Linked DNA regions of Mus musculus: region 1 is linked to region 2. The links are chromatin contacts, called in public promoter capture Hi-C maps. All regions are on one chromosome and are shown on one strand. Each heading gives the region's core, a stretch centred on a gene start, on an enhancer-like site or on the middle of the called end of the contact. The rest is flanking DNA. Distances are from core to core; before and after follow the strand shown.

Region 1 (2,700 bases), core at 115-2,614, 580 kb before region 2:
ATTATACAGTTTCCTATAAAACAAACCCAATGTAGCAGTTCCAATATAAAGCCGGCTCTTCATCTGTCTCCATTCTCAGCCAACCACACAGGTGTCAAAAAAGACGACAAAAGTCACAGAGACAGTTACTAGGGAGCTTACGGGAGGAGGTGAGGCAGGGGCCTGCCATCCTAGGTATCAGGGAGCTGCAGCAGGACGGTGGCGAGTTTGAGGCCAGCCTGGGAGACTCAAGATTAAACTCAAGATAAAGAAAGCTGGAGACTCAAGGTGTCAGAGAAAATGCCCAGCACTCCTGAGGCTCCAGATTCATACCCAGTGCTGACTGAGGGAGGGAGGGATGGAGGGAGGGAGGGAGGGAGGGAGGGAGAGAGGGAGGGAGGGAGGGAGGGAGGGAGGGAGAGAAGGAGGGAAGGAGGGAGGGAGGGAGGGAAGGAGAGAAGGAGAGAAGGAGGGAGAGAGGGAGGGAGGGAGGGAGAGAAGGAGGGAGGGAGGGAGAGAAGGAGAGAAGGAGGGAGGGAGGGAGAGAGGGAGGGAGGGAGAAGGAGGGAGGGAGGGAGGGAGGGAATGGAGGAGAGAGAGGGACAGATTTCTCTTGCATCTAAGGTTTAAATTAGACTTTCTATAGTGGTTAAAATGCCAAATAATGGAATACTATTTAGCACTCAAAAATATCCATTACAGATGCCTGATGGAGACAAGTCTTTCAGGGAATGGATTTGTTGTTGTTGCTCCTGCTGCTGCTGTTTGAGACAGGTCTTACTGTGTAGACTACTCTGGCCTTGAATTCACAGAGATCCACCTGTCTCTGCGGCACCACGCTGCCATGGTGCTAAGCAGTTTCCTCCCCATGGCTTCCCAGGTCTCCACAAACCCCCAAACCTGTGGGCCTGGATCTTTTAAAATTAAACTTTCTTCTCATTTAAAAGAATCAGGGAAAACCAAGAAAGGGCAAATCGTCTTTCCTTCGAGGTTGTCAAAAATTAGTGTTTTAATTTTGTTTCTTCTTTTTAAATTTTCTATTAGAATTCTTCCAGTCTCCGCTGTGGGCAGGAGGGCAGGGTGGGAAGACTGAGGTATCTCTGTGTCCCTAATGTTCACCCCGATAATCTTTAGAGCGCTCTTGTTACTCCCAGCAGTCGACTGTCTTCTGGTCTTGGTGGGGAAACTGAGGCCACCCTGGTGTATACTCGACTTGTGAGAAGGGCCCAGCCCAACGGGTCTTACCAAATCTCATCCTGGGCCACAAGGTTCATGCGCTCTGCGGCCGTGGTGCTGAGCGGTTTCTGCGCCATGGCTCCCGCGGTCTCCGCAAACCCAAACCCGTGTGCTCCTGCCTTAGACTATGAGTCCTTAATTATAGTCCCGTTGCTGGGAGACCGGTTGCCAGGTCACACGTGACAAGGAAGCGGAAGCAGAAGTGGAAGCGAGAGCACCGCACACCTGAAGGGGATGAGGGTGCCTGGAGCTTGCCCCTGGCCTCTGCCCTCTGAGCACCCAGTGGTCATCCTGTCCCATGCTCCTCTGAGAAACCTCTAGACTTAGCACCAAGATCCCTCCTCCTCTTTCGATACTGGGAATTGCTCGCAGGGCTTGGCATGCTCCACCCGGACCTACATTCCCAGCCTTCGGTGTTTGTTTGTTGTTTTGTTTTGTTTTTTTACTTGTTTAAATTTTTTAAAAAAAGATTTTATTTATTTTTATTTATATGAATACACTGTAGCTGTCTTCAGACACACCAGAAGAGGGCATCGGATCCCATTACAGATGGTTGTGAGCCACCATGTGATTGCTGGGATTTGAACTTAGGACCTCAGGAAGATAAGTCATTCAGTGCTCTTAACTGCTGAGCCATCTCTCCAGCCCTTGTTTAAAATTTTGACACAGGAGCTCCTAAGTTGCTCAGTCTGGCCTTGAACTCACTCTGTAACCCAGGCAGACCTATGCTTCGAGGTTCTCCTGTCTCAGTTCCCTGAGTAGTAGCCTGGCTTGTACCATCAGCCCCGGTCCCTGGCCCTTTTCAAAACTTAAACATAAACATGGATGTTAGATTACTCATCCGGGCGCAGAACCCCAAGAGCACAGAGCTTGGTGATGTCTATTTGAGAGAACACACCCTCCTGTCAGACCCTGGGCATCACCGAACAGAGCTGCCAGCCACCTCCAGTGGTTGCAGAGAACACTGCCCTCTGCCGCCTCCACCTCCTTGAGGAGCTTGGCTAAGCCTCTACCAGGTCCTGTTCAGGCTGAGGACTCTAGCCAGCCTTCTCTTCCCGCAGAAGCTGTAGGAGACCCATGCGTGTTGCTTAGAGTTTTCACGTGTGCTTTTCCACTGCTGCATCGCATTTCACTCCTGCTCAAGGACAGAATTGGTCTGTTAATGACCTGGCCTGCGTTCTCGATAAGCTGATAACAGGCCACCACCAGGTGTCCTTGCTCCTGGGCGGGTAGGGCCTCAGGTGGGCTGGGATCATCTCCTGTCCCCCTTTCCCAGGTCCAGTGGCTGTGGAAGCCTTTGTGTAAAGTGGCTGAGAAGAAAGATCCGCTGTGCTCTCCAGGCAAACTCTGCCCCTGCTTTGGGAAGTGTCTAGGAATCTCTGCGGAATTAAGAATAAGCAAAGCTGCTGGCTGCTGTGCTTGGCCTGATGCCCCGCCCCTCCTGCAAGCTTTGTTAAGAGCCCAGGTCCTCCTGCAAGCATTGAC
Region 2 (2,728 bases), core at 190-2,689:
AAGGCCCTTCCCCAGCCCCTACTTGCCATTTTACCACCCCTGAAACGCTTGGCTTGTCGCCCACCTTCAGCAAAGCAGGAAGCCTGGCTCACCATCCCCACTCACTCACTGCCATTCTGGGTGAAGGCTGCTTTGCTCCCATTTTTCAGATTAGGAAACGGAGGCTCCAAAGAGCAGCAATCCACTGAGAGACCCAGTATCTGTCTGGGACGTTTCCTCCTGGGAGGAGAGGGAGGCTAGTCCTTTGAGACAGGAAAATGCAGTCGGGAGCTCTTCTGAACTTGGGTACCAACTGCCTACTCCTCAGGCCCTACCTGGGGCTAGGGGTGGGGTTGTTAGACAGTGAGGTACCAAAGGACTCATGTCAGGACCCCGCCCCCCCAAGAGAGGAGGGGGGTGGGAACATTCTCTAGTCCCAGATTTCACTTATGTACTCTGTAGAGCTGCAGCATCTGGGGTTTGAAGGCTTTGGGTTAAAAGATACTTGGGAAGGAAAAGCCGAGAAGTACCTGGGCCCGGATCCCTTGGGTGCTGGACTTGAGGGGAGGTGTGTGTGTGTGTGTGTGTGTGTGCGCGTGTGTGTGTGTGTGTGTGTGTGTATGTGTGTGTGTGTTGGGGGAGTGAAGTGTAGAAAGAACTTTATCTCCACATTATCTCTGCCAGTCCTGGAAGGTTCCCAGAGGAAGTGGCACCCGAGGGGGGAGGGGCAGGGAGAGAACGTTCCCCGAGGAACAAAAGCCAGGATAGCAGAGGGGCAAGCGGTGGGGGTACCGAGGGGGTTTTGCATGACTGGAGCAAATGGAGTGTTGGGGGGGGGGCGGTTCGAAAGATGAGCCAGGTCCAAGAGTGGCCACCTCCGAGGAGCCTTCTCGGATTCCTGCGCTCCCTCCCGGATGCTTTCCTAGCACAGCCCTTAGTTGCTACACTTTGGCCACTTCCAAGTGCGAGTCCCGAGAGAGCTGGGCAGATTGGGATTCTTCTCTCTGGGTCCCTGCGGCGTCTGTCCCAGTGCCGGACACCCGGTGGGCACTCGGTAAATATTTGTAGAGCGCCCTGGGAGGAATGAATGAAGCCATTGGGCCAGGCTTGGGGAGGGCGGGGACAGGCGCAGGTGGGAGGCAGCGGGAGCGGGAGGGGCGGGGAAGTCAGTCCTCCCGCTCCTCCCCCGCTCCCCGGCCCCAGCGCGCCCAACTCCGGGGCTCCCGAGGCGGCGGGCGGGCGATCCGGGCGCGCAGGGCCCTTGTATTGGGCACGCGGGAGATCGGAAAGGGGTTTGTTGCTGGTGCCCGCGGGCCCGAGCGCGATCAGAGCGGGAGGAGGGAGCTAGGGTTCGCTCAGCGCCCAGCTGCCTCTCCGGCACTCGCTCTCCGGACTTGTAGGTCTGCAAGCTGCTGCTCCTCCCACCCCGGCCCGCCTCCTCGCTCTCTTGCTCGCTCTCTGGAGTTGCTGTGCTAGCCTTGCCGTGCGTCCTGGCGAGTGCGGGCCGAGGGGCCCCGGGCCAGAACTGAGTAAAGGACAGGGGCGTCCCGGGCAAAGCGCAGCCGGCCGGGGAGTGGCCATGTGTGGCGAGGCCGCCTTGAAGCTCGCCTGCAGCAAGTGACCTCGGGTCGTGGACCGCTGCCCTGCCCCCTCCGCTGCCACCTGGGGCGGCGCGGGCCCGGTGCCCCGGATCGCGCGTAGAGCCGGCGCGATGCACGTGCGCTCGCTGCGCGCTGCGGCGCCACACAGCTTCGTGGCGCTCTGGGCGCCTCTGTTCTTGCTGCGCTCCGCCCTGGCCGATTTCAGCCTGGACAACGAGGTGCACTCCAGCTTCATCCACCGGCGCCTCCGCAGCCAGGAGCGGCGGGAGATGCAGCGGGAGATCCTGTCCATCTTAGGGTTGCCCCATCGCCCGCGCCCGCACCTCCAGGGAAAGCATAATTCGGCGCCCATGTTCATGTTGGACCTGTACAACGCCATGGCGGTGGAGGAGAGCGGGCCGGACGGACAGGGCTTCTCCTACCCCTACAAGGCCGTCTTCAGTACCCAGGGCCCCCCTTTAGCCAGCCTGCAGGACAGCCACTTCCTCACTGACGCCGACATGGTCATGAGCTTCGTCAACCTAGGTGAGTGGCGGTGGGAGGGGATATATTTCAGACTGGGGCCACTTTGGGACTGGGAGAGGGTCTCTGCTTACAGCCACTGTGGTCCACCTTTCCATTTGCAAAGCATCAGTGCCCGCCAGAGACTCTTCGCCCCGGGGTCTTAGTAGACTTTAAGCTCTGTGCGTCTCGGATAAGTCTTGCTGGCTCGGAGGGTTTGTCCGGGCTATCCGGAGGGTGCACCCCCAGCCCTGAGTCTCTGTCTGCTCCGCCGCGGGTTCATCTCACTCAGGGGCGGGAGGTCCCGGCTCGGCAGCGGCTTAGTTCAAAGCGCCCGGCTGGGTCATGTGAGCTGAACCGGCTTCAGCGGCCCGCGCTACCTGGATTTAAAGGGCCCTTGTGGGCAAAGCTGCCTTCCCGCCTTTCCTCTGCCCCTCTGAGGCCAGCTTGGTTCTGACATCCCGCGCATCCCCTTTTCTTCCCCTCTCTGACCCTACCTGTCCCATTGCGGAGCGCTGGTTTCGGCGTGCGCTCGGAGTGCCGCGGGGCTCCTCGCCTAGCCGCCAGTCGCCCACCTTTGGACTCTCGGCTGGAGCCGGGGAAAGAACGTTGCCATTGCGAGTTTTCTATTTTAAATGTTTAATGAT

Evidence for each region. Promoter capture Hi-C pulls out the DNA fragments that hold promoters and counts their contacts.
Region 1: a contact with region 2 is called in a promoter capture Hi-C map of embryonic stem cells. The contact joins the promoter of 1700021F07Rik here to the promoter of Bmp7 in region 2. A contact is called at or near these places in 2 of 39 promoter capture datasets (the HPC-7 cell line and embryonic stem cells).

What each region holds. Positions count from the first base shown.
Region 1 is chr2:173,521,256-173,523,955 of GRCm38.p6, reverse strand. 1700021F07Rik (RIKEN cDNA 1700021F07 gene) reads right to left here and starts at 1,364. Exons shown (of 4, transcript NM_028158.1): 1 at 1,225-1,364. The coding sequence starts at 1,292.
Region 2 is chr2:172,939,032-172,941,759 of GRCm38.p6, reverse strand. It overlaps Bmp7 (bone morphogenetic protein 7), which reads left to right and starts at 1,439. Exons shown (of 7, transcript NM_007557.3): 1 at 1,439-2,105. The coding sequence starts at 1,691. Gm40010 (a long non-coding RNA gene) reads left to right here and starts at 2,115. Exons shown (of 3, transcript XR_867069.2): 1 at 2,115-2,728.